Linked DNA regions of Danio rerio: region 1 is linked to region 2. The links are chromatin contacts, called in public HiChIP or PLAC-seq maps. All regions are on one chromosome and are shown on one strand. Each heading gives the region's core, a stretch centred on a gene start, on an enhancer-like site or on the middle of the called end of the contact. The rest is flanking DNA. Distances are from core to core; before and after follow the strand shown. Region 1 overlaps rerea (arginine-glutamic acid dipeptide (RE) repeats a). Region 2 overlaps rerea (arginine-glutamic acid dipeptide (RE) repeats a).

Region 1 (7,214 bases), core at 3,963-6,462, 140 kb after region 2:
CCTCAGCTTTATAGGCTTTCCATCAGACTGCTACAGCTTTTATTTTTGTGATTTATGTAAATGCAATTCATATACTCTAGTGCAGGCATCCGAAGCAAATCTATATGGTTCAGTAAAATTCACTCAAGCAATAAAATAGCCTATGAATAGTCTTATAGGATTCAAAGTACATGTTTTTCCGCTCACTGCCAAGAATAGTTTGAAGTGTTTGCCGTAAAGCTGTTAATGTGTTGGGGAGAGCAGCATTTTAATGACCAATTTATGTCAAGAAGAACAGCCGAAGCAAAGAGGGAAAGCAATCAATACGCATTAAAGACACCCAAGCCCCATTCAGCCTGAGTTTAACAGACCCTGTCAAACCTCATGACTGTCCTCTTCACTCATTCCTGCCCCATTAAAACATTAAAGCATGTTAAGAGCTCAGCCATTGACATGCAGGACACTCCAATGCAATGCCTTGAAATGAATATCTCAAAACAGGAAAGCGATTTAGTCGGAAATAAAGCGAGAGGTATATGAAAGAAACCACCGCAGGAAAAATGCGTAATTGCATATCCACCAGACAGCGTTTTTAGGGCATGTGTATTATTTCGAGTGTGTCCAGAACGCGACAGTTAATTTGCACAGGCTGCCTCAGCAAAGCGTCTTCTGATCCGTGATTGCATGTGTTAATGTTTCAGTAGGGTATTGATTTCCTGGCTGGCTTTTGTGCTCGGGATTTATATGCTTTACTCCCTGGCAAGCGCGCCCTCTGAATGTTTGATTAAAGTTCAATTGACTCTTCTAGCGCAGGGGCTTGGAGCCATTTCACTCCCTATTTGTAGCGCCAAAGCTCTCCCTGACATGTTCCTTTGTTTCCATTCAAGCGCCTGCCACCCAGGCAGCCACCAATGTACTGATCCTAATATCCCAGCATTCAGAGAGCTTCACTGCCTAATCCTGGGACAGACATGGCCACAGCACAACAAGCCAGTCTGTTGGCAAACCTGGCCTGGATTCTGTATGCAGGAATCTGTAATTTCTCCGTTCTGTCTGTTAAAACTAAACTAGTGGTCTACTTATGGTTCTGCCTTATTCATTTGAAGTCTGAGGTCTTTTTATTGGTTAATCAAGCTGTATTTATTTATCTTCACTTCCATACTTGGACTGTCAAGTGCTTTTAAAAGCAGATGGCTCATGAGGTTGTTTTTGTGTTTTCTGTCTCACAGGGGGAGCTAATCACCTTTTACTATTATTGGAAGAAAACACCAGAGGCTGCAAGTTGCAGAGCCCATCGCAGGCACCGCAGACAACCCGTCTTCCGCCGGATCAAAACCCGCACCGCCTCAACCCCCGTCAACACACCCTCACGCCCACCGTCTAGCGAGTTCTGTAAGTGCAGTCTGCCTCTCTTCCCCCTCGAGAAAGAGAACAGACACTTGTCACAGCCAAACATGACATCCTTGAAACTCCCAGGACTAATATGCCTTTTCAAAGAGCAGATCCCCCTCTGTGATTGTTCAAAGTAAACAGCTGAAATCTTACATCCGATAAGAGACGGAACTGGGAGGGATTGCTCTAATTATGTATACACCACTTGTCATTTCAAAGAGCCACTGATAATGTATTAAGTGTAGCAGGCCTCAGTTTTTTTGTCTTCATAGATGGGAAACGGTAATTGTTTCCTTTGCTTACTAACAAGTGTGCTTCTCTTTTCAGTGGACTTGAGTTCAGCCAGTGAAGATGACTTTGACAGTGAAGACAGCGAGCAGGAACTGAAGGGCTACGCCTGCCGCCACTGTTTCACTACCAGTGAGTACTATATTAAGTTAAGCAGTATTATACCATGCTGATATTCATACTAACAGAACAACTCATTAAACAAATTGAGATTTACTTTTATTTCAGAAAGAAAAAACCTTCTATGTCTACATTTACTTTTATTATCATTTATATTTATTTTTATTATGTAATGTTGTAGCATGTTTATGTGTATATTTGTTTTATTTCAATTATAAAAAATGTAAAAAAGGTAAATTACACCATGCTGATATTCAGACCAACACATAGTGAATATTAATGAAGTGATACTTCTATTATTCAACTTTTCAATACAATGTTGAGTGATTTAGACATATATTAAAGAATATTTCTTCATCAAAATATTATTTTTGCATTTGTTTAAATATCTGTTTTAGTTTAAGTCCTGTTTTACTTTAAGTCCTTGCCAATAAGATAATGGTTGTATTACTGCTGGTCCAAATAAATTAGCGGTCATCAACTGTTGTGTAATTTGCTCCAAATTCATTCTAATTTCCTGAGTGGCTAACAGTTAGAGAAGATGCAAACAATGTGTTTTCCCAGTCCTTCATTTGTTCCCAAGGTGAAATGTTGGTGGTATTAACTTAATATAAGTGATACAATGAGACAGGTGAAGACTCTATAACTGTTTTCCCATCAGAGGACTCAATAAATCCCTCTGCAGGCCTGTAATTACTCTCAGTTTGAGAGAGCACTGATGCTCGCCTCCATCCCTCATCTGGCAGATGGACATCAGTGTGTGTCATTTCTAATTTGATTCAATCTGACACTTACTCATTCGTTTTTGCCTCATTAAATCCTCTGACCTGTTGGATGCAATTGGCATTCATATCGCTCTCGCATCTGATACCAAAACAACCTCAGCATGGATAAGTAAGAGCCTTTGACCTTAGCATGTCCACGAGGTGTTTGGGTAGCCCTTGAGCACTTTCTGTAAGTGTAATGTTTAATAAGCAGAGCTCAGCTAAACTTAAATTTGTGTTTACAGCCTCCAAGGACTGGCACCACGGGGGTCGCGAGAACATCTTGCTGTGCACCGACTGCCGGATCCATTTTAAGAAGTACGGCGAACTACCACCCATTGAGAAGCCTGTAGACCCGCCACCGTTTATGTTCAAACCTGTCAAAGAGGAAGACGATGGACTCAGTGGGAAGCATAGCATGAGGACTCGACGGAATCGCGGCTCAGTAAGATGCCTAAATTTGCTTCATTTTAGCTTCATTTAAACCGTTTTATTATTGTTTGCTGTTTGTTACATCACATATTTTATTGATTCAGATGTCAACGCTACGAAGTGGCCGCAAGAAGCAGACCGCTAGCCCAGATGGCAGAGCCTCACCAACCAATGAGGATCTGCGATCCAGCGGGCGAACCTCACCTAGTGCAGCAAGCACCTCCAGCACTGACAGCAAGACTGACTCGATGAAGAAACCCAGCAAGGTATGACCCACAGACACAAACTGTAACATTGAAATCACACTAAGTTTCCCAGGAACACATGAACGTAAGAAACATGAGAAAACATGTTTTTGTTTTGTCAAAACAGAAGACAAAGGAAGAAGCGCCATCGCCTATGAAGAGTGCCAAACGCCAGAGGGAGAAAGGAGCCTCAGACACAGAGGAGTCCGAAAGGGCAAGCGCCAAGAAGTCCAAAACACAGGTCAGTAAATTCCTGTTAAGCATCCTAAAATTTGTGTATGTGATGAACTCTAAAATGCAGATGAGTGAAAGTGGAAGTCAGTTGAAAGACACTGGCTGTATTCAGACTCGCATATATTTTGTTACTCGTGTTAAACAAGTGTTTATTTTGCTTATACAAAAAAATACTAGCAAAAGTTACATGGCTCTACTTCTATTTAAATTCACTCATGTGGCCTCAAGTGAAAGTAACAGGTAATATAGGGAATTAATTCTAGACATTTGTTGTATGGTTGTTGACTTTGTGATTTAATTCTGCTGCGGAGTTAGCTGTTTGTTGAGTATTGTTTAATGTATAAAAGATAATGGCTAAATTATTGTTAGCATGGAAACGTGGAACATGTTTGGGTGAAAAACAAAGTTTTCTTGGAAGATTATCTCTCCATTAATTTTAAAGACATTAATAAATTAATTCTAAAGTTCACTGAAAGGTTTGTGGCAGCTCTGTTTGGCCCAGAGTCCAGTGAAGACACTAGATTTTAAGGTTGTATTTACTTTGGCTGTTACCTTTGGTAGCAGCTTGATTGCACAGAGTGATTTCATATCCTTTAAATGTCATGAGTTCATTGCAACTCAATGACTGTGAAATGCAAAGGTTATTTGTTCTTGATCATGACTGCACCTATTATCATCAGTAACCCCTGCTTCGGTCAAGTTTGTTGACCCTTTCTCCTGTTTATCTCACACAGGAAATAAGTGTGCCGAACTCGCCTTCAGAGTGTGAGGGAGAGGGCGAGGGTGAAAGCTCAGATGGGCGAAGTGTGAACGATGAGGGCAGCAGTGATCCTAAGGATATTGACCAGGACAACCGCAGCTCTTCTCCAAGCATCCCTAGCCCACGAGACAACGAGAGTGACTCTGACTCCTCAGCCCAGCAGCAGATCCTTCAGGGCCAGCACCCTCCAGTCATCCAGTGCCAGACAGGGACTTTACCCCCAGCCCCTCCACCGGCAGCTGCAGCTTCTACAACACCCACCTCAGGCGCACCTTCACTGTCCTCTCAACCATCTCCATCCATCCCCCCTACCTCCATGCCTCCTCAGCAGATACCACCCGCGGGTCCGCTGTCTCTCATTCAGTCAGGGGTGCAGAGGCTGCCGTCACCTCATTCCCCATTGCAAGGCATGCCTCAACCGCCTCCACCCTCTCAAACCTGCCCACAAGCCCTGCAGCCTCCACTACATGGTCCCATGCCACCCATGGGCCACCCTCTGCAGGCAGGGCCCTCACACATGCCTCACCCTCATGCTTTACCCACTCAGCCCTTCCCAATGGCTCAGTCTCAGGTTCCCCCTTCACCCCTTTCTGGTCAAGCCCAAGCTGCCTCCCTGTCCCAACAACAGCGACCTCACACACCTCCATCACAGTCGCAGTCCTCTTCACAGAGCGGCAGTCAGCCTCCCAGAGAGCAGCCTCTCCCACCCGCACCATTACCCATGCCCCACATCAAACCTCCGCCAACCACCCCTATCCCACAAATGCCAAATGCTCAATCACACAAACATCCCAGCCACCCCCCATTCCCGCAGATGCCTTCCAACCTGCCCCCACCGCCCGCCTTGAAACCCCTCAGCTCTTTATCCAACCATCACCCTCCCTCTGCCCACCCGCCACCCCTTCAGCTCATGTCTCAAAGCCAGCAGCTACAGCCTCCACCGGTGCAACCTCCAGTGCTCACCCAGTCACAAACTCTTCCGGCAACAGGAAGTCAAGCACCGCCACCGGCTCCTCCGCTCCCTTCCTCTTCCTCTGCCTCACACTCAGCGCCTTCTCAGCCCCCCTTCCCTCCTCATTCCTTCATGCCAGGCAGTTCACCCGTCTTGTCGCCCTCCACCGTTCCCACCTCAGTGTCCAGCTCTATGACTACACTGCAGCAACCTCCGCCCTCCATATCTATGCCACTACCTGCATCGGTCAGCGCTCCCTGCCCAGGACCCTCCACTGTGCCACCTGTACAGATTAAAGAAGAGCCTCTGGATGAAACAGAGGAGCCAGAAAGTCCTCCACCACCACAGAGGAGTCCTTCGCCTCCACCCACCATCGTCAACACTCCCAGTCACGCCAGCCAATCAGCACGGTACTTGATATTTCTTTTCCAATTTTGTGTCTTTAATTTATTATTACTATTTATCTTTTTTCCACAATATTTTCAGCAGTACAATAAAAAAACGTGTTATATTAATTAGGGATGCACCAATATGGACTTTTGTGCCAATATCGATAACCGATAACTCTTTATATGTGGAGGCCGATACCCGATATAAATATAGACCGATAAATATTTCAAGATGTTATATTTTTATACAGTGAAGAACTAATTATTTTTTAAACTTCATAAAAGTGGTAACTGATCTTATGAACTGAATAGCCTAAAACATATCTACAATGATAAGGAATATGGTTACCTACTGAGTTAAAAATGCACAGCAATATCACACAAACAAAGGACAGACTTTGAAGGAATAAACATTGTGTGGAAAGCTCCGTTACAGTGCCCTGGACAAGTCTGAACAAGTTCGACTCGCTTATGCGCGAGGCAGGCAGTTTTGTACAATTACATTATCTATTGGCCTAAAGATATTGGCCTGATGTTGATATTGGACCGATAGCGATAACATTAAAAATAGTATTTATCTGCCGATAACGATATGACCGCTGATATATCTTGCAGCCCTAATTTTAATATAATAAAAAGCAGTAAATAATAAAATTATTAATCAACAGTATTCATAATGTTTGTTAGAATGTAATATTAATACTTTATTGGAATATAAATAAAATAAAATCTACATTATTATAGCAACAAAAAGTGTTGTAAATAATATTGTTACATTGATTAACAAAGTAAATAGGGCCAGTTAGCATATCTGTGAGGAGTTTGCATGTTCTCCCTATGTTTGAGTGGTTTTTCTCTGATTTCCTCCACAGTCCAAAGACATGCGCTGTAGGTGAATTAAATAAACTAAATGCAGGGGTGTTTCCCAGTATTGGGTTGCAGCTGGAAGGGCATCTGCTGTGTAAAACATATGCTGGATAAGTTGGCAGTTCTTTTGCTGTGATGACCCCTGATGAATAAAGGAACTAAGCCGAAGGAAAATTAATAAAGGAATAGTACATAGTTTTATAAATAAAAACAATATTTAATGAATCATTAATTGTATTTTTGCTTTAATTATAATTTTTTTTTTTATTAATGATAATTTGTCTCTTCAAACTATGCTTTTGCCTTAAAGTTGTATTAAATAGCACTGTCATTAAATACCTGCCTCAGCTTCCGCTCCTCATCAAGTGTGGACAGGGCACAGATTAATGACTGCATCATTACGATGAAAGCCTCCATCAGAACGCAAGCGCGTCTTTGTAAAGTTGCTGTAGCCTTCTCTCACACTCCCTTGCAGTGAATAGCAATAAGCTCACTAATGCACAGAGAGAGCAGCTCATTACGGCACTGCCGATTAAAAAGACTGATTTAGTGGCTCTAGTGTAGTACAAACGGGAAGACATGCCAGAGGTTATTTATTTGTCACAAAGTAATTGCATTGCTTTTCAGAAGGCTGCAAAATCAGCCTGTGTAAAATTCTGCAACTTATATCTGTCATGAAACAAGAAGGGTTACTCACAACATAAGTCACCCTGACAGTGCTCATTTTAAAAGATTACCCTGACAGCTTTCCATCCATTCTGCTTCAGGTTCTACAAGCATCTGGACAGAGGT
Region 2 (6,881 bases), core at 3,601-6,100:
TGTTGCCCTAAAAACTAAACAAAATATTTGTAAAAAAAAAAAAAAAAAAACATGTTAAAAAAAAAAAAAAAACACATACACCTTGACTTTTCCAAACAGCTGTAAACCTTGTTAACCGTTCTTGTCCCATGCCTAGTCACCAATGATCTTTGGCATGTTGGTGACAGTAAAAGCATCGTTTGCATTTATCTTGTGAGTCGTTGTTGAAATGGATGAAGCACATCCTGTAAGATTCAGACATTTTTTATTGTCAAAAGCATTTGGTTACAGCCATTGTGGGATTCTTTTGCTTGTTTGCACAGTCTCCAAACTTGTAAAATAGACTCATCCTGAAAGCTTCAGAATGCTAAAATGGCACCTAGCAAATTGAAGTCAAGGTTTTTTCGTCTGCTAGTAGAGAAAGGCTGTCAGCTGATGGAGTGTGTGTGTGTGTGTGTGTGTGTGTTGGTGTGTATGAAGGGAAAGTAAATGGGGGTGGAAGTGGCTGGTGTCTGTTGAAGGGAAGCACGAGTGTTTGTTCCCGATGACAGGCATCAGAGTGTGAATATGACCTCTGGTGGAAAAAAAAAGTGGGCGAAAAAAAGAAAAAGGCAACAGCGGCTGAGATCAACCTCTACTTTCAGGCACTTCGGACTGCTGTTATTTTGTATTACTTTGAAAACGGGCTGTTTCAGGGCGGTATGGTTTTCGCAGAGACATTGCAAAGCACGCCGTTTTTATAAGTAGTGGAATAAATCCCATCCATCTCTGCAATGGTGTGAAAGATTATGTTTAATTTCTTCACGCTGTTTTTACTGCTTGATAACTCGCTGAACCTTATACCAGTGAACATTTGCTTTTGAATGCGTTTTCCTTTTTTTCAGCCTCCCTTCCGCTTGTCTGCTGATCCCTGGTGAATGCATTAAATGAAGTTACTAGATATGAGTGCTTAAGGGGCCAGGGCCTCCCAGGCTTGCCAAGGCGCTCTGAAGCTTGGCTCACTCAACCATGTCATCTTTTCTTTCTCGTCATTTTTTAGTGTGTGTGTGTTGTCTCAGCTACTGGCTGACTTATTAGTATGGCAGGGCATTTTAAGTCTTCAGATACCTGCAATGAAAGACAGTCTGGTAGAAGGACGTGCAATAAATCAGTCATCTACATCTGATTCCTTTGTTAAAATTCAGCAAATTGATAGGGTTTGTTATTTGACTTCTTTCATTTTTTACTTTTTAAATATAGAAACATATATTCTTAAATAATTTTGGAAACAATATGGTTCAGTATATGCTAAGCTGATTCAAAAGCATTTGCGGCATGCTATTGAGTTGTACAAAAATCTTACAAACCCCACTTATTTCAGTGTTCACCTAATGTAAAATCCACGTTAAGTTGCTGCAGACTTTTATTTTAGGGCGATGTATTTTAAAAATAAATGAAATATAGAGTATTAGGTAGGGCTGTAGGATATTGGAAAAGTCTGACATGGTGATATTTTATTTTTTTGCGATATATTTTATCTATACATATTCACCAAATGATTGAATAGCACTATTTGGAAGAATTAGGCCCATAATATTTTAAGTAGGGCTGCACGATTCTGGCTAAAATGAGAATCTCCATTTATTTTGCTTAAAATCAAGATCACGATTTCCTCACGATTCTGTCATTATCTATGTTTCCATGTAAAAATGTGAATTACTTTATGCGTAAAGCTATAATATCGTATTAAAGGTGTGCGAATAAAACAGCGTTTCCATCCAACAAGTCAAAGCGAACAAAATCGCCACTTCCTGATAAACTGGCGCCAAATATCAAAAATAAAAACAGAATTTGCTGGGATAAGGGAAGCTGCGTGAATCTTTTCTTTATTTATTAAATGACTTGAGATGGTTAAGGGTTTTAGAATGGCCAAAACAACATTTTAGATGTTTTTACAACAATATTAGACCCCTTTTTTTTTTTTTCACTGGTAATACGAGTCGTTTGTCGTTATCAGATTCCCGCTTATATTATATTTAACATTATGAGTAGTTATACTGACCCAGTAAACATTTATTTTCATGAACAACAGTTCAAATGCTGTCAAATGTTTGTCTTAATCATTAGTCTAAAATGCAATCTGATCATTTAAATGAAGTGCAAGCTTTCGGTTTCACTTTTCCCTGCCGAGTGCGGTTCATGTCGTGGCTGCCGTCACTTTGAGTTCAGTTTGCAACAAACGGAACGTTATTTACAACTTTATTACCCGTTATTTACAGCCTTTGCAGATTCTGTTCACTAAAGTAGACATCATTGGCATGCGCATTTCCTCTCGGTAGTAAACAAACAGGGCGTCAGCTCCTGTGTGATTTCACGGATACGAATACGTCATTACATTGACAAAAATGACAAGTTAATCAAATAAATACAGTATGTGACACTTTTAATGCCATTTAAAGGTGTCCATGTTGCTGAGCAGTGTATTAAAAACAATGTGAAGGCTTGTGCAACTGCCTTTATGCTTCTCTCCTGACCCTCAAAATAGAATTGGCTGAATCGTAGAAAGGCTGGATTAGGATTGTGTGTAGAGTTAAATCGAGATTGTGATGTTTTTTTGATTAATCATGCAGCCCTAATTTTAAGATTAGATTTTTGCCTGCTTAAAACCTTAACTATGGCTTTTGCTTCAGTAAACTCCTAATTTGCTCTTTATTTATAGTTATTAAAGTAGTTTAGGTATTGGGTTAGGGATGTAGAAAAAGATCATGCAGAATAAGTAGGTTATTAGCACTAATAGAAGTACTACTCAATAGCATGCATGCTATCAAGCAGCTAGTTAATAGTGAGAATTGGTCCTTAAATTGATATCAAATGTATTCATTTTAATTGATTGGCATGGTTCTGTAGGGGAGTGAATCCTACATAAAGTGTAATAAATAACAAGCATAAAGCAAAGATAAAAGGGAAATACGCTGTGCATACTTTCTGCATATTATTCTTTATTAAACTTCCAATTGGTAGAGACTTTAATCTCTCTCATGCCTTACAAAGATGCAAATGATACAATTTCACTTCATCAAAGTTAAACTCTGCAATAAATGTTTACAAATCTTGTTTTTTGATCTCTGACTTATGCTCAAATATAATCCCAACTCAACATTGTATGCAATGTAACTATTGCCAATGCATACATTGCGATATCCATGCTGAAATGATATATTGTGCAGCCCTTGTAGGGGGTGAGGGTTCATTTTTTTATCTCCTCTTTTTTTGAGGAGTTGTTGGAGGGCCTAGTAAAACATATTACGCCCATGCCATCAAACTTATATCATCAGAGATGAACTGCCATTCCAGAGAGAAAGCAATTGGCTAGATTATGATTAATTATTTCTAAAACAAACATACAAACAAAAAAAATCAGTGGTTTAACTTGCATGGATTAATTGCTCATTTTAAGACTAACAATGTGCACTTGCAAAATAAAAATTGTGCATTTTAATTTCATTGGACTTTTAGGATGACCTTTTTTTTGTTTGTCTCACCTAAAATGACCAGATTTGCTCAAGCTTTTCAATATTTGCAGAAATTTTATGGTCTTTTGCAGTGAAAATCCACTAAAGATGTACTGAGCTGATTGGTGTTAGTGATATTTAAAGGAACATGTAAAAGGTGTACAAACATTCACAACTTTCATTCACAACAAAGTATTAGATGCTTCTACCTCTCTCATTTATTATTATTTTGTTATTAAGTGGAAAACACACAGCGCATATTTACTCTTTCACCTAAATGCTACTGTTTGGTATAATTTTTTACATATTTTTTGCTGGCCAGTTATCTACAAAATAAAAAGAATGAATAAATTTTTGTTTTAAAATAATAATTTCAATAATAAGGGGATTATGAATTAAATTCAAGTAGACCCATTATAACATGTAAAATACAGCATTTCTGACAATTTCCTTTATAATTTGAGTTAAATTAAAGTATCGCTATACTATTTGGAATTGTGATACTTCAGCTAGTATAGTATTGTAAGATGATGTAATAGTATCGCGACAACCCTAGTCAGCAGTGTGAGTTGTCTTGTGATGTTCAGTATTAATATACTATTAATCATGTATTATAAAACTTCATTTAAACCCTCAACAAAAACAACAACAAAAACATTTTAGGAGCACACAAACATTTACTTGTTGTGCACTCCTCCAAACTCACTTCCTGTTGATCTTAAATGCCTCCGAAAAATGTTGACGTTGAAGATGTTGTCATCATTAAAAAAAAAAACACTGACCCATTGACTTCCATAGTAATTTAGTAAATTCCCATTGTACACTATTGAAATCAATAGTTCCCAGCAACCAGCATTCTTCAAAATATCTTCTTTCATGTTCAACAGAAGAAAATAAATCACAACAGATAATAAATGAGGTGATTTTCATTTTTTGGGTGAACTATAGGGTGATATAAGTAATTTCTACACTAAAATTATGTGAACATTGTTTACATCTTGTAGCTATACTATTGAAGCCGAGTATTTTATGGTTGCATTACTTTATAAATGCATATCTATTTTTTAAAGAACAGAACGAATGGGTTGAATTCATTTTTTCAAATGCTGTCGATTGATCCTAACTCTTATTGAACTCAGAATATTGCTTGAATTCTTGTCATCTCAAGCAGAAATCTTGAATAATACTGTGGTGTGAAGGGGTCAGGGTACAGTAGCTGAGGCATTGTGATGGCTATTGAATGCAGAGCAGAACTGAATAGACACAGTCAGCTTCCTAGATACATGCTTAGGCCTGTAGAATGCAGAATGCTTTGCTTGTAACTGCACCGGTTGTCTCCTTTCATTATCGCTTAATGGTGCCCAACTTGACAGGGCCATGTGATAAACAGAGGAGCTGTGAAATCCTGGAGGTGGAGTTCTCGTCTGGCTGATAATGGGATCTCATCTGCTGTTGCGAATGCCTGCGGAACAGCCATCTGAGTGCATGAAATGCAAAGCATTCACAATTTTGGTTGCCTTTTCAGTCTCGTAAAGCAACTTGAACGGCTTACATTTCCTCCGAATACACGGCTCGCGCTTGATACATCTGTCTGAGCTCTCAGCGTGCATTAGTTGAAAATTTATTAGAGCCATCACAGGGGTTTTGATTATGTTGCCGAGTGCATTTGGTGAAATAGCATTCGAATGTGTTTGCGTATTAGCTTCACCGCGTCGATCATGAGCGTCAGTCATCCAGGAGAAAGGTTTGTTTGCAAATAACATCCTGATGATTTAATATTCGTCGCACGAACACAATCCATACATTGTTCAGGCATTCCCCACATGGCCCGCGAACACGCACCTTCCGTCCTGATTCATTTCTGAGCGCTAATTAACTGTCTGCCACCATGTCAAACGCATTGTTGTGTATTTTTCTCACGAGCCAGTAGCTAATCTCCTATTGGCTGATAGCAATGATCGGTATCTCTCTGAAAACTGCATTCTCTAAATATCTTCCCTGTGCACAGTGAGGATCTCGCATAAGCAAGTGACTCAGGTTTCCTGTTGGGCACATTGTAAGTGCTATCAGGGCGGCTCGGGGAGATAAATATGGATGCACTTGAGTAAATGTAATAAATACGCCTGAATGTGAAGCTCAAACGCTTTCCAAGAGGGGAGGAGGTTGCCTGCTGGGGTGTGTGTGTGTGTGTGTGTGTGTGTGTGTGTGTGTGTGTGTGTGTGTACGTGTGGGTGCATGGCAGAGCTAAGGATTGTCAGGAGAAACAGAAGTCACACTGTCTCTGGCTCCCCTGGAGCTGGAAAGCGTTTGCCAGCACTGGGATCACTAGGGACACCTCCTCCTTTTGAAAACCTGACAGGCTACATGGTTTGCAGCACAATAAAGGGCCCGCAGTACACCAAACTCACTTCCTATTGATCTTAGCTGCCTCCGCAAATATAACGTTGGTGAAGAGAAAATCTTTTTTACTTTTTTTTCTCTTTCTTTGTCTGTGTATGCGTGTGTGTGTGTTGGTTTATTAGATTTTGAGGTATCGTACAATGAAACATTTGATTAGTAGTATTTAGATCAGTGACATGACTGGAATCACTGTTGCCTTCTGAGTTTATTGTGCAATTCATATAATTAAATACTGCCATGATGAACATGTTTACAGTTTTTGACCTAAAAGCAAGCTAGTTAAACTGAAAGGAATGAAGTGGGTTAAATTGTGGGAAAACAAATATGCAGGAAGCTATTTTTCTGTCATGCATTTGTACATTGTCTTATACAATGCTCAGCATAATTGAGTACAGCCCATTTTACAAATGAATGTTATTATTCATTTATAAATAAATAATTAATCAGGGTATCTGCAGGGTCTTAAAATGTCTTAAATCTATAGCAATATTTTGTTGTACATGCTAAATCTTTTTAAACAGGTCTTAATGTTCCTTGTTCGTGTATAGCTACTTAATCTGGCTATTGACATACAATCACCAACAATCATAATCTCAATAAAACTTTTAACTTTGTCATTTAAAAATAGCATTTAATTACTTCCCTACAGTGATATTTGTTTAAAAATTCTCCATGTGTTTACTGCTGAGGATTCTGACCGCACCTATATTTTTTTATATTATTATTGTATTTTTAAGTAATAAAATATAATCATTTTTGACAGGGCAAGTAAAAATCTTTTCCAACTGGGATTTTAAAAAATCCTAAGCATTTAGCCTTGCATAAGTCTAAAATGTATTTAAAATGTCTTAAAGTTAACATAGTGAAATCTGCAGAAACTTTATTTTGGTTTAATTGAACAAGTAGTTTTAATAAATGGATATATTTATTAAAATAATATTTTAGTCACCAAACTAGAATTTAGAAATAGAAAGATAATACATTTACATTCATGCAAAATATTAGAAAATC

Evidence for each region. HiChIP or PLAC-seq counts read pairs in DNA pulled down with a chosen protein or histone mark.
Region 1: an H3K4me3 HiChIP or PLAC-seq map of embryo shows a contact between it and region 2, with 2.7 times the contacts expected there. The contact joins two enhancer-like sites.

What each region holds. Positions count from the first base shown.
Region 1 is chr23:25,854,384-25,861,597 of GRCz12tu, forward strand. rerea (arginine-glutamic acid dipeptide (RE) repeats a) reads left to right here. Exons shown (of 23, transcript XM_073938965.1): 13 at 1,209-1,371; 14 at 1,699-1,791; 15 at 2,789-2,988; 16 at 3,080-3,241; 17 at 3,348-3,461; 18 at 4,189-5,576; 19 at 7,190-7,214. Among named protein-coding and RNA genes, the nearest start is that of samd11, 100 kb to the right of the region's middle. Within about 2 kb of position 5,213, at least 3 of the 62 cell types and tissues checked have an H3K27ac peak or open chromatin away from gene starts, as enhancers often do.
Region 2 is chr23:25,714,806-25,721,686 of GRCz12tu, forward strand. The region is part of intron 2 of rerea (arginine-glutamic acid dipeptide (RE) repeats a); the gene reads left to right. Among named protein-coding and RNA genes, the nearest start is that of rerea, 89 kb to the left of the region's middle. Within about 2 kb of position 4,851, at least 3 of the 62 cell types and tissues checked have an H3K27ac peak or open chromatin away from gene starts, as enhancers often do.